Regions from separate parts of the Mus musculus genome. Here regions 1 and 2 are each linked to region 3. A link is a contact called in public Micro-C data. All regions are on one chromosome and are shown on one strand. Each heading gives the region's core, a stretch centred on a gene start, on an enhancer-like site or on the middle of the called end of the contact. The rest is flanking DNA. Distances are from core to core; before and after follow the strand shown. Region 1 holds the start of Pllp (plasma membrane proteolipid). Region 2 holds the start of Herpud1 (homocysteine-inducible, endoplasmic reticulum stress-inducible, ubiquitin-like domain member 1). Region 3 holds the start of Usb1 (U6 snRNA biogenesis 1).

What was found. Hi-C and Micro-C count contacts between places; a contact is called where the count stands out from the background.
Region 1: a contact with region 3 is called in a Micro-C map of embryonic stem cells, with 2.0 times the contacts expected there. The contact joins the promoter of Pllp here to the promoter of Usb1 in region 3. A contact is called at or near these places in 3 of 39 promoter capture datasets (embryonic stem cells, neural stem cells and pre-B cells), 4 of 484 Hi-C or Micro-C datasets (CD4 T cells, CD8 T cells, effector CD8 T cells and 1 more) and 7 of 115 datasets of contacts at active chromatin or transcription factors (the SCID.adh cell line, embryonic stem cells, epiblast stem cells and 3 more).
Region 2: a contact with region 3 is called in a Micro-C map of embryonic stem cells, with 4 times the contacts expected there. The contact joins the promoter of Herpud1 here to the promoter of Usb1 in region 3. A contact is called at or near these places in 3 of 39 promoter capture datasets (the SN4741 cell line, hippocampal neurons and pre-B cells), 1 of 484 Hi-C or Micro-C datasets (embryonic stem cells) and 2 of 115 datasets of contacts at active chromatin or transcription factors (memory CD8 T cells and pancreatic cancer cells).

The regions. Positions count from the first base shown.
Region 1 is chr8:94,694,889-94,697,588 of GRCm38.p6, reverse strand. Pllp (plasma membrane proteolipid) reads left to right here and starts at 1,347. Exons shown (of 4, transcript NM_026385.4): 1 at 1,347-1,553. The coding sequence starts at 1,419.
Region 2 is chr8:94,385,143-94,387,842 of GRCm38.p6, reverse strand. It overlaps Herpud1 (homocysteine-inducible, endoplasmic reticulum stress-inducible, ubiquitin-like domain member 1), which reads right to left and starts at 1,414. Exons shown (of 8, transcript NM_022331.2): 1 at 1,105-1,414. The coding sequence starts at 1,251.
Region 3 is chr8:95,330,898-95,333,597 of GRCm38.p6, reverse strand. Usb1 (U6 snRNA biogenesis 1) reads right to left here and starts at 1,314. Exons shown (of 7, transcript NM_133954.2): 1 at 1,133-1,314; 2 at 64-230. The coding sequence starts at 1,236. It overlaps Zfp319 (zinc finger protein 319), which reads left to right and starts at 1,787. Exons shown (of 2, transcript NM_024467.4): 1 at 1,787-2,077.

The DNA of each region.
Region 1 (2,700 bases), core at 98-2,597, 640 kb after region 3:
AACTGTATTATCTGATGGGCAATATAGTCATGACCATATCCTTACAAAAGAGATGAGAGAGAGAGAGAGAGAGAGAGAGAGAGAGAGAGAGAGAGAGAGAGAGAGAGAGAGATATCTTGTGCATAGTAAGAGGAGAGTTGATGATACGAGGAGAGGCAGAGCTAGGTAGGGTACCAGAATCCCCTGCCGGCAGGTCATCTGTAATCCCAGCCTGCAAAGACCTGAGGTACGAGGAATGTCAAAAGCATGAAGTCAGTCTGGATTACAGAGCAATCTCCTGTCTCAAGACAAAAAGTGGGCAAAAGTACCCCAGAGGTTGCCTGAGCTCAGGACACCATGACTGTGTCTCCGTGATGATGCCTTTGCATATCTAGCCTCCATCACTGAGAAGAAACTTTTGTTAGGACCTTGAGCTTGTGATAAGTTGTCACAAGGAGCCATAGGATAGTACAGTCACCTACACAGCTTCTGTGACCTGGTCCTTACCCACTGGGGGTCAGTGTCACCCTCATGTGCTCAGCTCCAGTCCCTTTGGGGACCTGCTTTCTATTTCCCCAACTGCCTAGGTTGGTCCTGCCACTGCGCCTTTGCTCCTCACTTAAATCCTCCCAAGGTTTCCTCCTACTCACAGATTCAGGCCTCTGCACAAATGTCACCACTTCTGACAGGTCTTCCTTGACTAATGTGCTCCTTCCTTTTCTGTCAACTTAATACAAGCTATAGCAATCCAAGAGGAGGGAACCTGGATTGAGAAAATGCCTCTATAAGATCGGGCTCTAGGCAAGCCCTGTAGAGAATTTTCTCAGTGATTGATGGAGGAGGGCCCAGTCCATTGTGAGCGGTGCCATCCCTGGGTCCTGGGTTCTATAAGAAAGCAGGCTGAGCAAGCCAGGGGAAGCAAGCCAGTAAGCAGCACCCCTCCATGGCCTCTGCATCGGCTCCTGCCTCCAGGTCTCTGCCCTGCTTGAGTTCCTGTCCTGATTTCCTTCAGTGATGAGCAATGATATGGAAGCATAAGACAAATAAACCCTTTCTTCCCCAATTTGCTTTTGGTCATGGTTTTCTACCACCGTAATAGAGACCCTAAAACAACCATCTAAAAATCTCCTGGTCACTCTGCCTCGCCCTGTTAGATTCAGTCACAGCAGCAGTTGCCACTACCTGGATTTATTTTTTCCTGCCTGGCTGTCTGTAGATCGGTCTACGGACTTCTTCAAAATCTCTATCCAAACAGGCGAACCCAGGGTTAAGGGGCGGGGCCTCAAGAAGGGGCGGGGCCTCGGGCGGAGCGGGGCTGGGCTTCGCGCACCTGTGAGTTCTGTCTAGGGTACCCAAGCAGCGCCAGCAGCCGGAGCCGCAGTCGCAGCCCCGGAGCAGCGCCGGGAGCGCGGCCAGAGCGTCGTAGGCTCGCGATCGCTATGGCGGAGTTCCCGTCGAAAGTGAGCACGAGGACCAGCAGCCCCGCGCAGGGCGTGGGAGCCTCTGTGTCTGCGCTGCGACCGGATCTGGGCTTCGTGCGCTCCGCTCTTGGGGTGCTCGCGCTTCTGCAGCTGGTGAGCCGGGTAGCTCGGGGACTGGATGGGGGACTCTCCGGGGACCCCCGGGACGCTCACTCCCAAGATCGCCGGGAAGCTTGCACCTGGGGACGCTCGTGTGACATCCCTGCGAGCACAGCATGACTCTTGTGGAGGGGACCATACACACCCTACCCGGGTGGTTACCGTGGCGATACCGTAGCTGAGATAGCTGCGCACAACTGTCCGCCAGTCTGTCCCTTCTCTTCTACCCTTCCCCCTTCCCTCTGGGACCGTGCCCTGGCTTTCTCCGCCGGGCAAAGTCCACTGCCCTCCTCTTCACCCGGCTTTAACCACTAAATGCGACCGCTCTGTAGCCCTCCTGGACAGGGCAGAACACCACATCAGTGGCTCTGACACGCGCGCTCCCACCAGGGCACCTACCCAGGGTCTGCTGGTCGAATCTCCTTCCTTGGGCTGTGGAGATTCGCAGAGGCAAGAAACCACGTGTCTGCCATCCCCCGTACTCTGTGCAGGTCCCAGCTGAAGATCCTAGAGTTGCCCGTTCCCATTGGGTGCATTCTGAGATGTCAGCTGTCTTTTCATAGTCCCCTCCTGCGAGGGTCTGGAGGCCTGTGGCTGCCCCTAGGGAACGGTCTCCATTAACTGAGAGGTCCGCTGGTAGAGGAATAGGGTAGCACCGCAGGTGGGCATGCATCTGTTTCTGTCATCATCCCTCCAGTGGGCACCTCGAGCCAGGCTGCCAGGCCGGGCTGGGGAGTCGGGAGGCTTTCCTGGGCCATCTCCACCTAGGGCATACATACTATCTTGGTTTCGAGATTTCTGATCTTCCTTGGTGAGCCTTCGCCCTTCCCCCTTCCCCCTTCCCCCTTCCCCCTCCGTCTCCTCCCTGGGTTTGTTTAAAATTCAGATTCTTGGGCCCCAACCCCGGAAAAAATGTGAAACTGCTCTTTGAATCTCCAAAAGCGCAGCAAGAAATTTGCATTTTAATGTCTTCTCCTGGAGTGGTTTTGGGTACTGTTTGGTTTTGATGAGATCAGGGAGGGTAGCATGAGGCTCTCTTCTGGGACCAATTTAACTCTGCCGCGCAGACACTGCCGACCCTGGAGTGTTGGGCTCTTGGTGATTGCCTTGTTTGTTTTATTTATTTTGTTTGATTCAATTT
Region 2 (2,700 bases), core at 165-2,664, 950 kb after region 3:
TCTTGAAAACAACCACGGAGATCCTACACACTGCCCCGACCAGTTCCAGGGGCTTAGACGCTTACACCCAAAGTGATAAAGTTCCTCGCCAATTCTAAAAGGAAAAGCCTTGTTTACTTTCCCGACAACTCGGAACAAAAACAAACTGAAACCCACGCGCCACTGCCGGTTGGAGCTCTAAGGCCACTGTTCAAAGTCCCCATCTGCAGCCACCCGATTGCCCTCTCCTGTCGGATCCAGAACTGTACTCGTGGACACTTACATAACATCAGAGAACAAAGTAAATACAGGAAGGTCCAGCGCACAGCCTCCGTCACGTGGCAGGGACCGGAGGGGTGGGCGGGGCTAGGGAGCTGTTGACAGATGTGTCAACCAAAGGGGGAGGGGGAGGGGTGGGGAACCCCACGGAACAAGAAAGTCTCCTAACTGACCCACGGTTGTCGTCAAATCAGACTCAGGGCTACTCCAGCTGCTGGCTTCCTTTCTCAGTCATCCTTCGCTAGAAAGTTAAGGGGGCTCCTCCCCGAGACTAAGTGCGGCGCGACAGGGAGGGGCGGTCAACGGAAGGCTGCAGGAGAAGAGCCATGTCTAGCCTATGGGCGTGGGACCTTCAGAAGTTGGTGACTGGGCACGCACCCCACCCTCTAGCCAATGGCCCAATCTGGCACATATACTGTCTGTCCTCGGTACACCCAGAAGTCTCGTTTGGCAACATTTACTTTTCTTATTTCTACCCATCAGATGCAAGCCGAACTGGGAACACCCAGTCAGTCACCTAGTAGTTTGTGGAGGGTCACTGGGACTCGGATGGGGAAATGACTCATTAAGGTCAAATTACTGTTTCCCTGGGAGGATGAGGAGAGGGTACAGGGACGTGGGGCAGATGTGTGACAGCCTTGGGAGTTAGGTGTAATGGGAGGTGAAGAGATGAGGGGCTAGAAGAGGGCAAGCGCGGACTGGTGGAGGCCCAGAAGAGATGACAAGCGCTAGGGCGAGCAGAGGGGCACAGGAGACGGTTGGGCAGGAAGGAGACTCGCGCCCTGTGGTGTGTGACAGGTGAGTTCAGGCAACCCTGCAGGCGTGGCACCCCGGGGTCCCACTCACCGGGCGCTCGGGGTAGACTCGGCTCAGGTGGGCCTTGAGGCGACTCACACTCCAACTGCGGTCGCCACTCAGCTCCAAGTCGCGGTGGCGCTGATTGGGACTCTTCACCAGCAGCGTGACCGGCTCGGGCTGTGGCTCGGGCTCCATGTCTGCGTCGCTGGCGGCTCGACTGCGCTCAGGGATGCCGAACGGGCGGCGACGCAGCCGTCTGAGACCACACAACGACACTTGGCGTCTTTGGGACACGCGCCCCCGTCTCGGGTACCTTTTATGGGCGCCCCGTGCCAGGGCTCCGCAGATAGCGCTCTCTGTGGCTGCCATCCATTGGCTGAGACAGAGGTCAGTGTCCAACGTGGCCCAATCAGCGCCCGGAGAAAGGCGGCGGAGAGGCGGGCTAAGCGCGGGGGTGCGGGCTGATGCAACCCGCCGTGGTTGCGTCATCCTGAGTCCCGACAGCGGCGCGGGAGCGGGTCTTCGGCGGCCATGTCAGGGTGCCCTCTGGGGCGCTGGTCCTGTTCAGGCTCCTTAGCGCGGGATGCGTGCGGTGCCTGAGCCTGGCGGCCTGCCTGACTCCCAAGATCAGCAGGCTCTGCAAATTGTGCCCTCACAAAGCGGCCCTCCGCCCTTTCTGACCCCAGGCGCCTGGGCATACGTCTGTCCGCTTGCATTTTCCCTGGTGGCTGCGCAGCCTGGCATCCAGGGAAGCCTTACGAACTAACCAGGCCTTAGAAGCGAAGAGAAACCAGGCCTGTGTTGCTCTGAGCTGAGAGGATGAAGGATTCGGGCACTTTCCAATGTGCCTGCAGCAAATTTAACGATGCATCAAGTGTGGAACATACCCCTTATAGTAATGGCACTAAGTGCCTCTTGATTGACAAACCCTCTAGGAGACACTGGAAAGGGTCATCATTTATGAACTAACAACATCTGCTGCTTTTAAATTGGGGTTGCGACAAGCACAGCAGTGGTCTCAGATACCTGAAATCTGACCAGAGGCAGTGCTCCAGTGTTTCCTCTGAGTTTGAAAAACAAAACTGGCATTGCTCCGGCCCATCTTTGTCCCAATCCTGTTGGGATACCTGGGTTTTCAGCCATGTCCAGAGCTTACAGAGGTCAGAGAGGTGATAGGAGAGTCCTGTTCGGGAGATGGTTATGTGAGTTTGTCACACAACCATAAGAAAGTGTCGTAAACTGGAGGCTCGAGCAACAGAAGTTTATTTTGAAGCTGTAGAGGCTGGAAGTCTGCGACCAGGGGTTAGGGCAGCATTGCTTTCTTTGGGGGCAGAATCTGTACCACTCTCCTAAGTTCTGCAGGTTTGCTAACTGTCCTTGGGACTTCTTAGCTTTGGGGAGTATTTTTCCAATCTCGAGCTTTCCGATCACATGGCATTCTCCGGGTGTGCACCTGTGTGCGTGCACATACACGGGTGTGAGTGTATCTGCATCATCTTTATGCGTATCTCTGTCCAGTCTCTCCCCTGCCCCCTTTATAAGGGTATCATTCGCATTGTCGTGGCTAAAGACCTCATCTTAACGATTATCTTTCACAAAGATATTTCTAAATGCCATCACATTCTGGGGCTGAGACGTCAGCGT
Region 3 (2,700 bases), core at 65-2,564:
CACACAGCAGCCCTGGTGTCTTCCTCCTAGCCAGAGCTAGAGGCACTTTAGTCAGTGACTCACACGGTATGTAGATGTGGGTGGCCCAGTTGCCCCGCTCATGGGGAAAGGTTCGGATTCGACCGCCATGCTTTGCACTGTCGTCCTCAGGCCCTTCCTCTGTGCTGGGGAACATACTTAGCACACTGTCAGGCACTGGAAGCTTCTCACTGGGAACGGGGTTCTGGCCACTGCAAAAGAAGAACACACATTTATCCTCATTGATACCCCTTTGAACAACGGTAGTTCTAAGCTGTTATGCACAGTGATTCTTACCCACACCAGTCTTGCCATGTTGGCCTCGAACTTGATCCTCCTCCCTCAGCCACAATGGCTGAGTGTTCATTTCCAGGAAGGGGTTGAGCTTCTACTAAAGAACCATAGCTTTCTAGAACTGCTTAAGTTTCCTAGCTGGGAAGGCAGACCTCAGCTGGCTCTTGGTCCCCATGGAAACATTTCAGCAGGTAGCAGTGTGGCTTGGAGGTCCCTATTAGATAGTTGGACAGGCCTGAACTCAAGTAGCTCTGTGATCTTGGCTTACATTAATTTCCTCACGTGTAGAGCATATTTTTACTTGCTAGAGCTCTTGTGCAATGAACCGACACACTACAGTCAGCAAAGACCAGTATTTAAGAACCTCGAAGATTTAAGCCTCTTGGCGCATGAGATTTTCATGGGTTTTTCAACAGGCTGGTGTCTCCAGTCTACCGTGTGGCTCACGGTGGCTATTCATTAACCATTTACTAGACGAACGAAAAGCTTGGGTTATTATTGCATAGTGTTCAAACGAGGAAACATCTGGGAAGAAACATAGTTGCTTTCCAAAAGAGAAAAAAAAAAAAAAAAAACGCACCAACGGAGAGGGCTGGACTTGAACCCGTGTCCTCACTCCCAACTTTGCCTTAGCCAGGGTGTGTGTGTGGTAGTGCCATTCCAGGGCTTTGTCCAGGGTGTGTCCTGAATCCTTTCCCTCGACATCCCTTTTTCTCTTACCGGGGAACTGACCCACCCTCTTGGTTCCCCGGGAGGCTCGGGTCCCACTAGGGTTTCAAAAGAATCTACGCTCGAGAGAGAAAAATTCCTCGATCCTCACCAACGGTGGAAGCCAGTACCCGGTTTGCTCCGCCCCGCGGCGACAGCCTCCGCTTCATCCTCTGAACCGCTGCTGCTGTAGCCCACCAGGGGCGCCGAGCTCATGGGGCCTCGACCACAAGCCGTGTCCACCGACAACCTGATCCGACGCCCGGAGTTCCTCTGAGCCGGAAGTGCTCTGTGGGGGGCGGGACCTAGAGTAGCTCCACCTCGGGGCGGGGCCTGGCGACCCGGGGGGCGAAGCCCAGTGGAGCTTAGGACGGACGGCGGCCACCGCCTGTGCGGTAAAGGCTGTAGGAGGCGGCCTTCCGGATCACTCCGTCGCCCCAGTGTGGGTTCCACAGGTCTGCGGGTCTGTTTGCCAGACTTGCAAAAAGTTGGAGTCTCAGGATCCCTCTTGAGAGCGAGCTGAGCCGCAGGTCAGCTGCAGAAGACCGGAGAGTCAGGTGGGGCTGCGGCGAGCCGGGGATGAGGATCCCGGCTCCTCCGCGACCGTAGGCTCCGGCGAGCGGATCCCGAGGCTCCAGCCCCGCCCCTCCGTACCCACAGGCTCGGGCCAGCGGGGCCGCGGGTCCCCGACAGGGGGCGGCCTCGCTCCGCGCCGCGGGCTTCTCGGCAGCCGCCGCCCCGGCTGCCGCTCCTCCCCCGGCCCCGCCTACCCGGCCTCGCGCCGACCCTCTGTCCGCCGGTCTCTGCAAGACCCGTCGGTCTGTCCGCTCGCCCGTCCGTCCGCTGCCCCGGTCCCGCTAACCCGAGTGCGCGGGTCGATTCGTCGGTTCCGGCTGCTGCAAACCTGTCTCCCGACTCCGCGCTGCCTGCCTCTGCTACGCGAGGCCCGGGGATTGGCAGGACGCGTAGGCCGCGCCGCGGCGGATGGAGCCGGAATAAAGAGGCGGCAGAGAAAGCAGCTGGTCTTCGCTTGTCCCGCGCCTGACCCCTGGAGCAGGTGAGTGGCAGGGCACCCGGGACTGCATCTGGGGGCCACTCCAGTAGCCCCTGCACCCAGGGAGAGCCTCCTGAGCTCCGAGGCGATCCAGGCTGGGCCTGGAAGTACAGTTGCTTCCCGGGCACCGTTTGAGGCTCTGGGGCCTTCCTCGGCCGGAACCACCCCCTTTTCGGGACGCAGTGGCTGGGCCATCCGGAGCAGGAGCTGACAGCAGGCAGCCCAGCTGGGCCTGATGGGAGGAGATCAGCTTTCATTCGGTGACTCTGAGAGGAAAAAGGGCTAGGGTGGGGCGCGGGTGGGGGCTTCTCTTTGCCTTTCCTCTCCACTTCTCTCTCCAGCTCTTGTGCAGTGAGCTAAGAGTGTTCCTGGCTTCTCCTTACTGGAGAAGGGTCAGGGTAGGCAGTGGGGTTGCTCTAGGAGGTGGGGAGTGGGGGCGGCTGATGGGGCTGGCAGCCATTCATACCAGGAAAAATAACACACAGTTGGATTAGTACAGCTAGATCAGACAGTGTTCCGTGCAGTCCACCGCTCCTCTCTACCTTAGGAACGCTAAAATGGCCAGCTGTGGTTGGTTGGTCGTACTCCTAGGTACTACCCCAAATCAGCAGCCTCTTTATTCCCTC